Regions from separate parts of the Arachis hypogaea genome. Here region 1 is linked to region 2. The links are chromatin contacts, called in public Hi-C maps. All regions are on one chromosome and are shown on one strand. The core of a region is the stretch at or near the end of the contact, and the rest is flanking DNA. Distances in the headings are between cores, read along the strand shown. Region 1 holds the start of LOC112722277 (F-box protein PP2-A12). Region 2 holds the start of LOC112722276 (PGR5-like protein 1A, chloroplastic).

Region 1 (5,777 bases), core at 517-3,016, 350 kb before region 2:
TGGGGAAGTTCAATCACTCTTATTCGAATTATATGGTGAGTAATTCGAATTCTATACAATACTCTTCTGCTCATTCTTGATAGCTCATGAATATTTTTTAATAAAATTTTTTAAATTATATGGTGAGATATTACATGATTCGAATTACGCATGGGGAAGTTCAATCTCTCTGATTCAAATTATATGGTGAGCAACTCAAATTCTATACAATACTCTTCTGCCCATTCTTGATAGCTCATGAATATATTTTAATAAATTTATTTTAATTATACCACAAAAAATAATTTTATTCTATGCAAAATAATTTTAAAAATGGCTTAAAAGATGTTAGGAGTACTATACAAATTTGTAATGACTTAAGACATTAAAGAAATACTCTACATAGTCGATAATAATTTAGAAATTAAAGAAAATATATTTTTATCATGTATTTACCTAAATCACTAGAATATTACAAACTTTTATAGTACTCATAACATCTTTTAAGCTATTTTTTTAAATTATTTTGTATAGAATAAAATATATTTTTTAATTATTTTGGATGAAATAAAATATTTTCTTTAATTTCTAAATTATTATTGACTATGTAGAGTATTTTATTTAAAATTTGTGTACATGCATGTATTTACCTAAGTCATTAGAACATTACAAAATTCCCTTAGCTTATTACAAAATTACATGTAAACCAAATTCAAAACAACCTAATTCGAACTATATAGAAATGTGTATTGGTTGATTCATGAAATAATTTTTGGTTTGGCGGATTTGTATAATTTTTTGCCCCCTTAGCTTATTTAAGTGATTTGCCCTGAAATTATTATCTTCTGAATAATTAAATTTAGCATAAAAAAAATCAAATTTGTTATAATAACCAAGTAATTAAATTTTTTCATAAATACTAAATATGTATTCTTATATAACTAGTGGCTGATTTTTTATTTTTGTATTTATGTAATATAGTTAAAAATAATTTGACATACTTTTTTTATATATCAAAATTAATATCAGTATACAAGTTTATAACTTATATGAATTTAAGCCGAATATAAAGCACATGGATACAAAAATAAATTTATGTATACAAATATTCTTTTATTTGAATAGAGATTTTTTTTTTCACTTCAAAATACTCATTTTATCTTAATATGCATTATCTGTATTATTTTATTTTATTTTTATGTCTTTAGTAAATATTTTCTTAACAATGAATAATATTAATAATTTAAAATTATTGTTTATACTATTGTTATTTAAATATTCTCTTACTAATGAATACTAAAATTCAATGCTACAATTTATATAAGAAAAATTAGACACAGATGTATTAAATTTAATTTATAAAAATTGTATAATTATATATTTATTTTTATTTTTATTTTTATTTTATTTTATTTAAATAAAAGAATTCATTAACCAATAACTCAAGCTCAATTGACATCTACTTCTAACACTATATTTAGCCGGTCCAAGTCCAACACTAAACTTTCCACAACACCACAATATGAGCTGCTTTGAATGTACAACAAGGGCATCAAGCCACATTTTAAAAAAATCCATTTTTCGGTTAACAAAATGGCTGGTACTCATCTCACGGTGTTCAACATCTACGCATATACACATCAAAAAATGTCTTTATAATCTTCACCACCAACTTATTTTATTCATTATATCCACGGTGAAAAATTAAAGAATACTAGTATGCCAGTAAAGTACAATGGCATATGTGAAAGTCTTCCTATAATATAAGATAAGATGCGGGGCAGGTGTTGATGGAAGTGACCATGATATTTTCTTTCTAATTTCCTTTTCTTATTGTCTTGTTTCTCATTCCCCGTTTCTCTTTGCGTTGTTGTTCCGCTTTGTGTCCGAATCACACATCCCCCTCTCTCTTCTCTTCTCTGCTGTCACCCTTTCGTTACTCGATAGTCATTACTCATTATAACATAAAAGCCCTTCCCTACTTCTCCCTCCTCTATCTCATTCTCATTCATTCCTCTCTTTCTCTTCGGAACCTTCTAGTGCTGTCTTTGATGGGAATCAGCTTCTCTTCCTCTCACTCGTCACCACCGTCACCGTCACCGACGTGCGGCATGGATGAGTTGCCGGAGAGCTGCGTGGCGCTGATCATGGAGTACCTGGACCCTCCCCAGATTTGCAAGCTCGCCACCTTGACCCGCACTTTCAGGGCTGCCTCCTCCGCCGATTTCGTTTGGGAATCCAAGCTTCCTTCCAATTACCACGTTCTTGTTCGCCAAATCTTCAATGGTTTACCCACCGATTTCGAAAATGGAAAGAGAGGCATCTACTCTGCACTCTGCAGAACCAATACCTTCGATGGAGGCACCAAGGTAATCAACCTTCTTTCACTTTCATTATTCTCTTTTGCTGCACAAAAAAGCTTTTTTACTTTATTATTGTTATTGTTATTATTTATTTATTTATTTATTTTGGTGAATCACTTCTTTACTCCTTTGTTGTAGAAACCACTACTTTAGCACAAGAAAAATATTGAAACGTTGTTCTTTCTCTGGTTTACTGGTTAAATGGTCATGATTTGCAACCAACTTGGTTGGTGGAGTGGGTAGCACACTAGTTGGCTTAAACAAGGGTTGGGGTTTGAATACCAGCGACTTATTGGCTAGCCGCAAATTCTTAAATGTAGCACTGATCCACTGCCGTGGGAAAATAAAAAGTGATCATGATTTGGTTGCTTTTTCCTTAATGTAAAAGAAGAGTAAATAAAAAAAAGATAATTCTAGTTCTTAATTTTTTCCTTTTTAAGTCTTAGATCCCTAAGAGTGAGAGGGTTTTGCATCTTTTTCGGTTTGTCAAATGAGGTTTTGTGTTTGCTACCATGCTCGTCACGCTGGATTGCTGGAAGATAATTTTTTTTTTCTTGATGGAAGCAGAAACTTTGGCTGGACAAGAACATAGGGAAGCTTTGTATGTGTATAGCAGCTAAAGGACTGTCAATAACGGGTATCAGTGACCGAAGATATTGGAATTATATACCAACTGAAGAATCTAGGTAAGCTTCTTCACACTCATCGATCTTCTTACCTTGAAAGATTTTTTGTATCAAATGGGAACAGCTCTTTCTTATGCTTGCTATGTAGTTGATGGCTTATGAAAAGCTTTCAAGTTTCAAACCGTTGCAGAGGATGCAAAACGTCAGAGTATGTTATATGGTTCTTATATTATAATTCCCATTCTTTTTCTTCTTTTTTTATTATTATTGTTTTAAAAAAGAAATTTAGTGTTACATATAGATAAGTCAGGGGTGTTGAGGTTATGTCTCACTGTGTTTCGAGGGAGTAAAGTGAAAAAGAAAGAGGCCACAAAAGAAAGTTATAGAAGAAATAAATTTCTAGTGAAGGATGCTTTTAAGTTTTAAAAAATGGTAAATTCTCATAGAAGAAATGAGTTTTTTGATGATTTCTATGTATTTGAATTGACAGAAAATTTGAACTTTTACCATTTAGCAAAACACAAGAGGGAGTGGGATAGTAGACTGAGGACAGAGAAACTGGAATTGAGGGATTATTTCACTTCTTATTTTAAATCCAAAGTTTTGCTTGGTTGAAAAGGTGAACCAACAAGAAGGTCAAACATTTTGGTGAAGATCCGATTATACTTGGTGTGACAACTTCAGTTGAAAGTCGTTTTCACTTTGTCCTGAATGTTCCACCTTCCCATGTTCTCCCTACTTAAACCAAGAAGACTTATAATAGGGATCCAGAACCCAGAACATAGCAATCCTTAGGAAAACCAAAACCCAGCTTTGATACCAAGCAATTTTAGGTGGTGGTTGAACTAGTAGTTTGTTTTATTTTGTAGCAATCCAAACAACACGGCAACATGGTTTGTGGCCTTGCGTAGATCAGGCAGCGCTTTAGTGAAATCTGCTGATGTAAATATTCTATATTTGTCCTTTCAGTAGAGTTTATTAGTACTTTTATATGTAATGCTATTATTTAGAGTAAAGACCCAATCCGGCCCCTGTCTATTTTCACGAAGGACAAGACGCCCCTTGTCCAAAAAAAAAAGAGACACTTCAGTCCTCAACCTTTTCATTTTAGGACAATACGACCATTCTATTAAAAAATCTATTAAATAGTAACGAAAATTAATTTTGTGGGAGGATTATTTGTAATTCGTGGGGGTTTTAAACCTTCACAAAGTTTTTTTTAACAATATAACCAATTTATTCTCATCATTATCACTGCTATCTCTATTATTTCTATTGTGTAACCATACTTTATCACCATCGTTATATCCTTCATTGTCATCATCACCAATACAAATATCATCAACATTAATGTTATCTTATTTCATTTCTTGTTCTATGCTATTTTTTCCCTTTAAAAGGTCTTCGTACTGCAATTATTTGCTTTTCCTGCAATATCATTTCCAACAATGGTCTTTCTCTATTTAACCACCGCCGGTGAAGGAATTTTTCGAAAGTAAACATACTAATAGTTTGTGGGAGTTTAAAACCCCCACAAATTACAAATAAAACCCTCACAACACTAATTTTCATTACTATTTTACAGATTTTTTAATAAAGGGGTCGTATTGTCCTAAAATGAGAAAGTTGAGGGCTGAAATGTCCCCTTTTTTTTTGGACAAGGGGCTCCTTGTCATTCGTTAAAATGGACAAAGGGCGGGTTGGGTCTTTACTCTATTATTTATGTTTCATATAAACATTGGATCTGATATATATGTGTGACTTTCTGGATTAGCTTCAATTTTCTGTGCAATCTTCTTGTTAAGGAAGAACATGCATATTGGTGAAAATAGTTGAATCGTTCCCCTTTTGTTATTCTCGTTGATGATGAAATTAAAGTAATGAACCTCAAAATCATCTAGTTTAACTGTCAAAATAGTAGGTCTTGTTTTAAATGGTTAATCACTTCAATGCACTTTTGAGTAAATCTTGGGATTTTGTCCATCATTTTTGCAGATTCAGTACCGTCGCATTCCTTCAGCAAATCTGGTGGTTTGAAGTGGACGGAGAAGTGGAGTTCCCATTCCCAGCCGGAACATACAGCTTGTTCTTCAGACTACATCTAGGGCAACCCTCCAAGAGATTTGGCCGACGGGTCTGCAACACTGAACATGTTCATGGTTGGGATGTAAAGCCTGTAAGGTTCCAGCTATGTACTTCGGATGGCCAGTTTGTTACATCCCAGTGTTTTCTGAGAGAACCTGGCAAATGGAGCTTCTACCATGGTGGCAATTTTGTTGTGGAGGATGGAAATACATCAACAAAAATTAAATTCTCCATGACTCAAATTGATTGCACACACACCAAAGGGGGGCTATGTGTAGATTCTGTGCTGGTGTATCCAAGTGAAGTCAGAAAGGTTAAATCGTTTTTAAGCTGCTCTTAACCTTTATAGTGAAAGTATATGTAGTAGTTAAAAATATGGGGACATATATTTAGATAGAACTTAGGTTGGGGTCAGGAGGTATAAAGAATCAAGTTTTTAGTATGGTTCTTTAAGGGGTTAGAATTTTTGAAGCTGATGTATATAAATGTGGAATCTGGTGATGAGTCTGTAACATTCTATCATAGTCTTTCTTGTAAAATGCAGAATATTGTATTTTGTGGCAGATGAAGTGAAGAATGAATATTAGCGAGGAGGGAAATGAATGAAGTTAACCTTTCTAGTCATATTTTATTTTTATGATAAGAAAAATTTAAGTGATGAATTAAATTTAAGTGATGAATTTAGCATTAGTCAGCCCATCAAAATTAAAGCATTATTTTGTTT
Region 2 (6,352 bases), core at 2,535-5,034:
TCCTTGCTCTATGTGCAGGTGATGCCTTTACTTCATCAACAACAACAACCATTTCTTCACATAAACAAGCTTTGAGATACAGCAGCACCACCTACTTAATTGAATAAGAATTAATGAGGGCTATGATGATGATGGGGATGAAGATAACACTAGGATTATAGCTGATAAATTTAGTATAGTTGAACAATACACTAAGTTCATATTTTGAATTATAGTTGATGTATCAATACACTTTGTTGATGTATGGTTGTTACTTTTTTTCTTTTCTTTTTTTTACCAAAGATAGAAGACTCGAACCCACAACCTCTTAATTGAGTATGGGGAGACTATGCCATTTGAGCTATAACTCATTGGCATGTATGGTTGTTACTTATTATTATAGTTGATGTATCAATACACTTTGTTTATGTTTTGAATTATATTGACTTGCTTGGTTATAGTACTTTTCTTTTAGTTTGATAATACGATGAATTTGTTTATTTTTTGAAATATTATAAATATTCGAATACAAATTAGATAAAAAATTTGTATTTATTAAATTTATATTTATTTTGTATGAAAACAGGTTTATTTTGCAATGGAAAAATCTAAAAAAAATCTATTTTACCTTACTGACGGATTTACAGACGGATTTTCTATCTGTATTCAGAGTTTGGAATGGTTTTCCAAGGCTCCAATAACAGATGGAAAATCCGTCAGAAAATCTATCTCTAATTACTGACGAAAAATCTGTCGAAAAATCTGTCTTTAATTACTGACAAAAAATCCATCGGAAAATCTGTCTCTAGTTACAAACGGAAAATCCGTCGAAAAGTTTGACGCTCCGGGGAAATGGAGGGGAAAATTTACAAAGGGAAAATCTGTCGGTAACTGGTAAAAATCTGTCGGTAATTTACCGACGAAAAAATCCGTCGGTAAATAATTTCCAACGAGGCTTTTACAGAGGGACAAAATCCGTCAGTAATTTCGTCGGTAACCAAAAATCTATCTGTAATATAGACCAAATCTGTAATGTAAATCTCTCTGTAATAAGTCATTTTCTAGTTGTGCCTGGGAATGCGTGCGTATTTGCTGCATACATGGCGTCAAACGCCACCAATCTCAAGTTTGGCGCCAGCATGCTGAAAACGAAGGGCTTCCACGTGAATTTGCACCAAATCTTTAGGATTTAATTTGATTTTTATTTAGTTTTGAATTTAGAAAATATATTTTTATATTTTAAAAAATATATTTTACATTAATTAAGATTAGATCTAAACGAGAAGATATCTTGGCCTAGGGCTTCTCTCTTTTTTTCCTTCTTCTCATCTTCCGCACTTTACACTTTTTTCTGTTAGGATTTTTTCGCATCATGAGCAACTAAACCTCCATTGTTAAGGTTAGGAGCTCTATTTATTTGGATAGATTAATAACTATTATTTTCTAGTTCTGATTTATGCATTGATTGACATTCAAGAATCAGTTTCATTTTTCATCCTACAGATTAGAGTATATTGGAAAATAACTCTTTTCTAACTTGAATTCTTGTTGGATCTTGGAAAAGCTATCTCACCTGAATAACAACTTGAAACTGAATTCTCATAACTCTCTAACTATCTGGATTTAATGTGATACGTGACATATAATCATATTGTCTTTGGATTATTAGGGTTTTTGTGTGGCATATAAACTAGGATTTGAACTTAAACTCTCTAATTAGATTAAGTGACCAAGGAATTGGCAGTTGATTGAATTAGAAGAGGATTAAATTACCAAGAAATTGGAATCTAATCATTTAAATTTTGCTATGAATTGAACCTTTGCATAATCAAAGTGGTTAATAAGAATTGTTAATCCTGAAATTTAAACATCTCCAAAACCTTAACTGTTTTCTCATATAATTCTCACAACCAATTTACTGTTTACTTTTTTAACTCTTCTGAATTACTGTTTAATGCAATTTGAACTCAAAAATACTCCTTTTTGCTTGTCTGACTAAGTAAATCACTCAACCATTGTTACTTGATCCATCAATTCTCGTGGGATCGACTCTCACTCACTTGAGGTATTACTTAATATGACCCGATACACTTGCCGGTTAGTTTGTGATTTATAAAATCTGGACCAAATTTTTGGCGCCATTGTTGGAGATTGACTGTGATTGATAACTACCCATTGTTTGATTGCTTAGATTAGACGTTCTTTGCTTTAATTGTGTTTACTTTTTATCCTTTATTTTTTGAAAATTTGCTTAATATTTTTCTTTTGTTTTATTCAATTTAATTTCCTATTTTTACCTTATTATTTTCAAAATTTTTCCCCTTTTTCCTTATTAATTTTTTGAAAAATTATTCTATTTATTTTATTTTATTTTATTTTGGTTACTTAGATTACCTCACTGGAAATTCTCTTCACTCTGACGTAGAGATTTCCACTTTTTCTCGTCTTCCATTTGTTTATGAGTAGGAACAGAGACAAGAATCCTCTTCTTGATTTTGATCCTGAGATTGAAAGGACCGTCAGAAGACGTCAACAACAACCTAGAGCTTTTAGAGCTTTTTATCAATGTCTTTACATTCTTCACCATCTTTATATCAATGTCTTTATATTTTTTACCATCTTTATATTTTTTTATGTGATATGTGTTCTATCTTTTATTTAACATGTCAAGAATTAAACTTAACTTGTTTTATAATGAGTAGCTTTTGAATCATCTAATTTATAAAAGAAAATTCACATCTTTTTGTTTATTCTAAAAATTAAAAAATTAAAATTAATATTAGTACTTTTAGACTAACAGAATTAAAGTAAAATACAAAAATAATTCTTGAATAAAAATAAAAATACAAAATTTTAAATTACAAAATATAAAATAATTATAAAATAAAAAATTTACTTAAACATGATTTTTTGTAAAATACTTTATAAATTGACATAAATATAAAATAAATTTTGAAATTGTGATGTGAGTACTACTACTGTCCACTACCACAAAAATAAAAGATGACATATAAATAAACAATTTTTTTTTAAAAAATTCAATAAATATATACCCAATGCTCTTAAATAGTTAAGTTTAAATCCATTCTCTCAGATTATTGATACCATTCAAACTGAACATACTTTAAAATTTTATGACTACCTTAAATAACAGGCATAGACTTTCTCTTTTAATATTGAGCAGGTTTCGTATTCATGTTTAAAAAAATAAAAAATAAAACTTAGATAACCCAAAAAATAGAAGAAAATAAAAAAAATAATATAAATGATAATGCAATGAATAACTATGTGTTAATTACTATGAGATTAATATGATTGTGAATGAAGAAGAAGAAAAAATCATGACCGAAAGTTATGCGTAAAATAAAAAAATAACCACAATGTGAATGAAGGAAAGTTAATAATAATTATATTTTATATTAATTTTTAAATTGCATTTACGTTGATCGGTGTTTATTAATAAGGTTAAAATAAAAATACGAAAATTGGACACCTTTCTTTATGTATTCTCTTTATATATATATATATATATAAAAGATTAAACTGAAATTAGAAATTCTTTAGTTTTTTAAAAAATTACCATATATTGTAAAAACTAAAAAGATAAAGACTTAATAGTGGAATAATGAGAAGTTTTTTTTCCATGGGACCAACGTTTTGCATACGTGGCCAAAAACCCATGGCTAACGTTAAACCAAAATCAAACGCAACACAACCCAGTAGTGGCCACATTGGATGAAAGACCAGATTTTTATTACCAACACATTCCACGTTCACAAACACGTAAGAAACAAATGCGAAAGGAAACAAAGTAAATGATTTGATAAATTGATGATGCTCTTGTCCACAACGAAAACAAGAAAAGAGAAAGAAAAATCACATTAAGATTAAGGGGAAAAAAAAGGAGAATATCAGAAAAAAATAAGCTATTGCGATTCATTCCCTCCACACATTCATATTTGCCTTATCCTGAAGAGTGTTACGTTTATTCTGATCTTACCTCTAAACAGAAAAAACAACCATACCTTGATGAGCTTTCTCACTCCCAATTAAAGCTCCATAATTGGTGTCACCACCACCATCATCACCATCATCATCATTATTATTACAATTGAACATATATAGCAGTGATCATCATTATTATTCATGGCTAGCAAACTAGCTTTCACGTTAACACACCCTCGTCCATGCACTACTGCAGCTAGTTCTTCTACTATTACCCCAACGCCTTTGCTTCCTATATCATCCTTGTCTTACCCTTCTGGTGGACACTTGATTCAGTTCAATGGCCGCCATTTATGCCTTCGTCGAAGGCTATTTTTACTATCCCCTAAGGCCACTGCGGATCAACAACAACAAGGTCTCTTTGACATACTATAATGTCATGTGTCATCGTTCTTCATTTATTTATTTGGTTATTAAAGATCTTCTTATAACAACAGATACGTACCCCTTTTTTAGTTGTTGTTTTCTCTTGTTTCAGGAAAGGTTGGAGACTTCGAAAAAGAGGTTGTTGATTCTAAAATCCTCCCTTATTGTAGCATAGATAAAAAAGAGAAGAAATCAGTTGGTGAAATGGAGCAAGAGTTTCTTCAGGCACTGCAGGTATATCATATGACACTCACCCCCAAAAGCTTTGTGCTTAAAAGTTAAAACCTTCTTAGGCCCCGTACGTCTTGATTATCGCAAGATAGAATACAGAGACAACCAAGATAGTTACATGAATTCATAGATTAGGTAACGAACTGCATACAAGTTCACGCAAACTAATTTCACCTGTGTACCGGAACGCCATAAGTATACTTCCTAAGTAACAATTTTCTGTCCATTGAATTGGAGACACAGGAGAAGAGGCATTTACATTTCGACACTACTTTTCTTACAAAAAATATATCTCAGCTATTGTGTATATGGATGACCAGGCATTCTATTATGAGGGGAAGGCTATTATGTCAAATGAAGAATTTGATAATCTAAAGGAAGAACTCATGTGGGAAGGAAGCAGCGTTGTTATGCTAAGTATGGAGCAACTTTTTGGCTGACACAGTAGCTGCTGTTATAACAAGTGAATCTTTTCTCAAGTCTTTCTTCATTAACTTTTAATTTGTTTACAGGTTCTGACGAACAAAAGTTTCTGGAAGCTTCTATGGCTTATGTGTCGGGAAATCCAATTATGAGTGACAAAGAGTATGATGAATTGAAAATGAAGCTAAAGGTATGGTACTTTCATCTCATAAAGGAAATTCCTTGAAAATTGATCATCTAGTTAATAATAGAAGGACAGACTATATAAGCATTTCGTGTTATCACAGCCACACAGGGTTTAGAAAAAGGTCACGTCGAGAGAGCGTAATACAGAGCACCTAATCTTAACAATTGATATCATAACTTGAACCTACGACCTTGAGATCACAAATAAACCATTTGTTCCAAGACTTTTCTTCATCTAAATAATAATAATTGAAGAAAAATTAGGAGTGAATGACCAAATTGATCTCAAAAAAATTTTAGATAAGACACTTTAGTTCTCAATAAAATTTTATTCTTTAAAAATTTTCAAAATTTATTTTCGCCAAACAAATTGGTTTTTTTGTCGGTTTCAATCAATGTTTTTTAATATGCATTTTAGACAAATAAATCTTTAACAAATTTTATTATAAAACAATTAAGTACTCAAAATAATATTCTCTAAGACAAGTTAGTCAGTATCCTTCCAAATGACGCACGGACTAATATGTCCAACTTAAATAAGTTTTAAGAATTTTTAGAGAATTAAAATTTGTTGAGAACTATGGTTTCAATATGAAATTTTTTAAGGGTTAATCTGCAATTTAGCTATTCAATGTGTTCCAGTTACATTTTGAAATGCTTGCAGTTATGAAATAGCAATTCTTGTAGTTGGAATAGTTGAAATCCTCTACTTTGTATCGAGTATGATTTTCTGATTTGATTGTTGTTTTCTAGATGGAAGGGAGTGACATCGTGGTTGAGGGTCCAAGATGCAGTCTTCGTAGTAGAAAGGTGTGAGTTAATCTGTTGTATGATCTTTGCAATGTGTAATTAACACATTTCCAATTCCGTTGTTGGTTCTATCTTCCTTATAATATGGTATGGTGTGGTGTTTATAGGTTTACAGTGACCTCTCTGTAGATTATCTAAAGATGTTCCTATTGAACGTCCCTGCTACTGTGATCGCATTAGGATTGTAAGGAACTTCCCCTCTCTTTCTTTCTTTCTTTCTTTTTCACTCTCTCATCTCTGTTTTACACCTTTAAGGTTATAACAATAACAATTTCTCTTTTAGGTTCTTCTTCCTTGATGATTTGACTGGATTTGAGATCACATATCTCCTAGAGGTATACTTAGAGAGAGT

What was found. Hi-C and Micro-C count contacts between places; a contact is called where the count stands out from the background.
Region 1: a contact with region 2 is called in a Hi-C map of leaf, with 1.7 times the contacts expected there. The contact joins the promoter of LOC112722277 here to the promoter of LOC112722276 in region 2. A contact is called at or near these places in 2 of 8 Hi-C or Micro-C datasets (both in leaf).

What each region holds. Positions count from the first base shown.
Region 1 is chr11:85,557,698-85,563,474 of arahy.Tifrunner.gnm2.J5K5, reverse strand. LOC112722277 (F-box protein PP2-A12) reads left to right here and starts at 1,766. Exons shown (of 3, transcript XM_025773265.3): 1 at 1,766-2,348; 2 at 2,910-3,028; 3 at 4,964-5,677. The coding sequence starts at 2,031. The coding sequence ends at 5,393.
Region 2 is chr11:85,206,194-85,212,545 of arahy.Tifrunner.gnm2.J5K5, reverse strand. LOC112722276 (PGR5-like protein 1A, chloroplastic) reads left to right here and starts at 3,784. Exons shown (of 12, transcript XR_011867624.1): 1 at 3,784-4,339; 2 at 4,463-4,584; 3 at 4,902-4,998; 4 at 5,094-5,194; 5 at 5,944-6,000; 6 at 6,108-6,184; 7 at 6,284-6,335.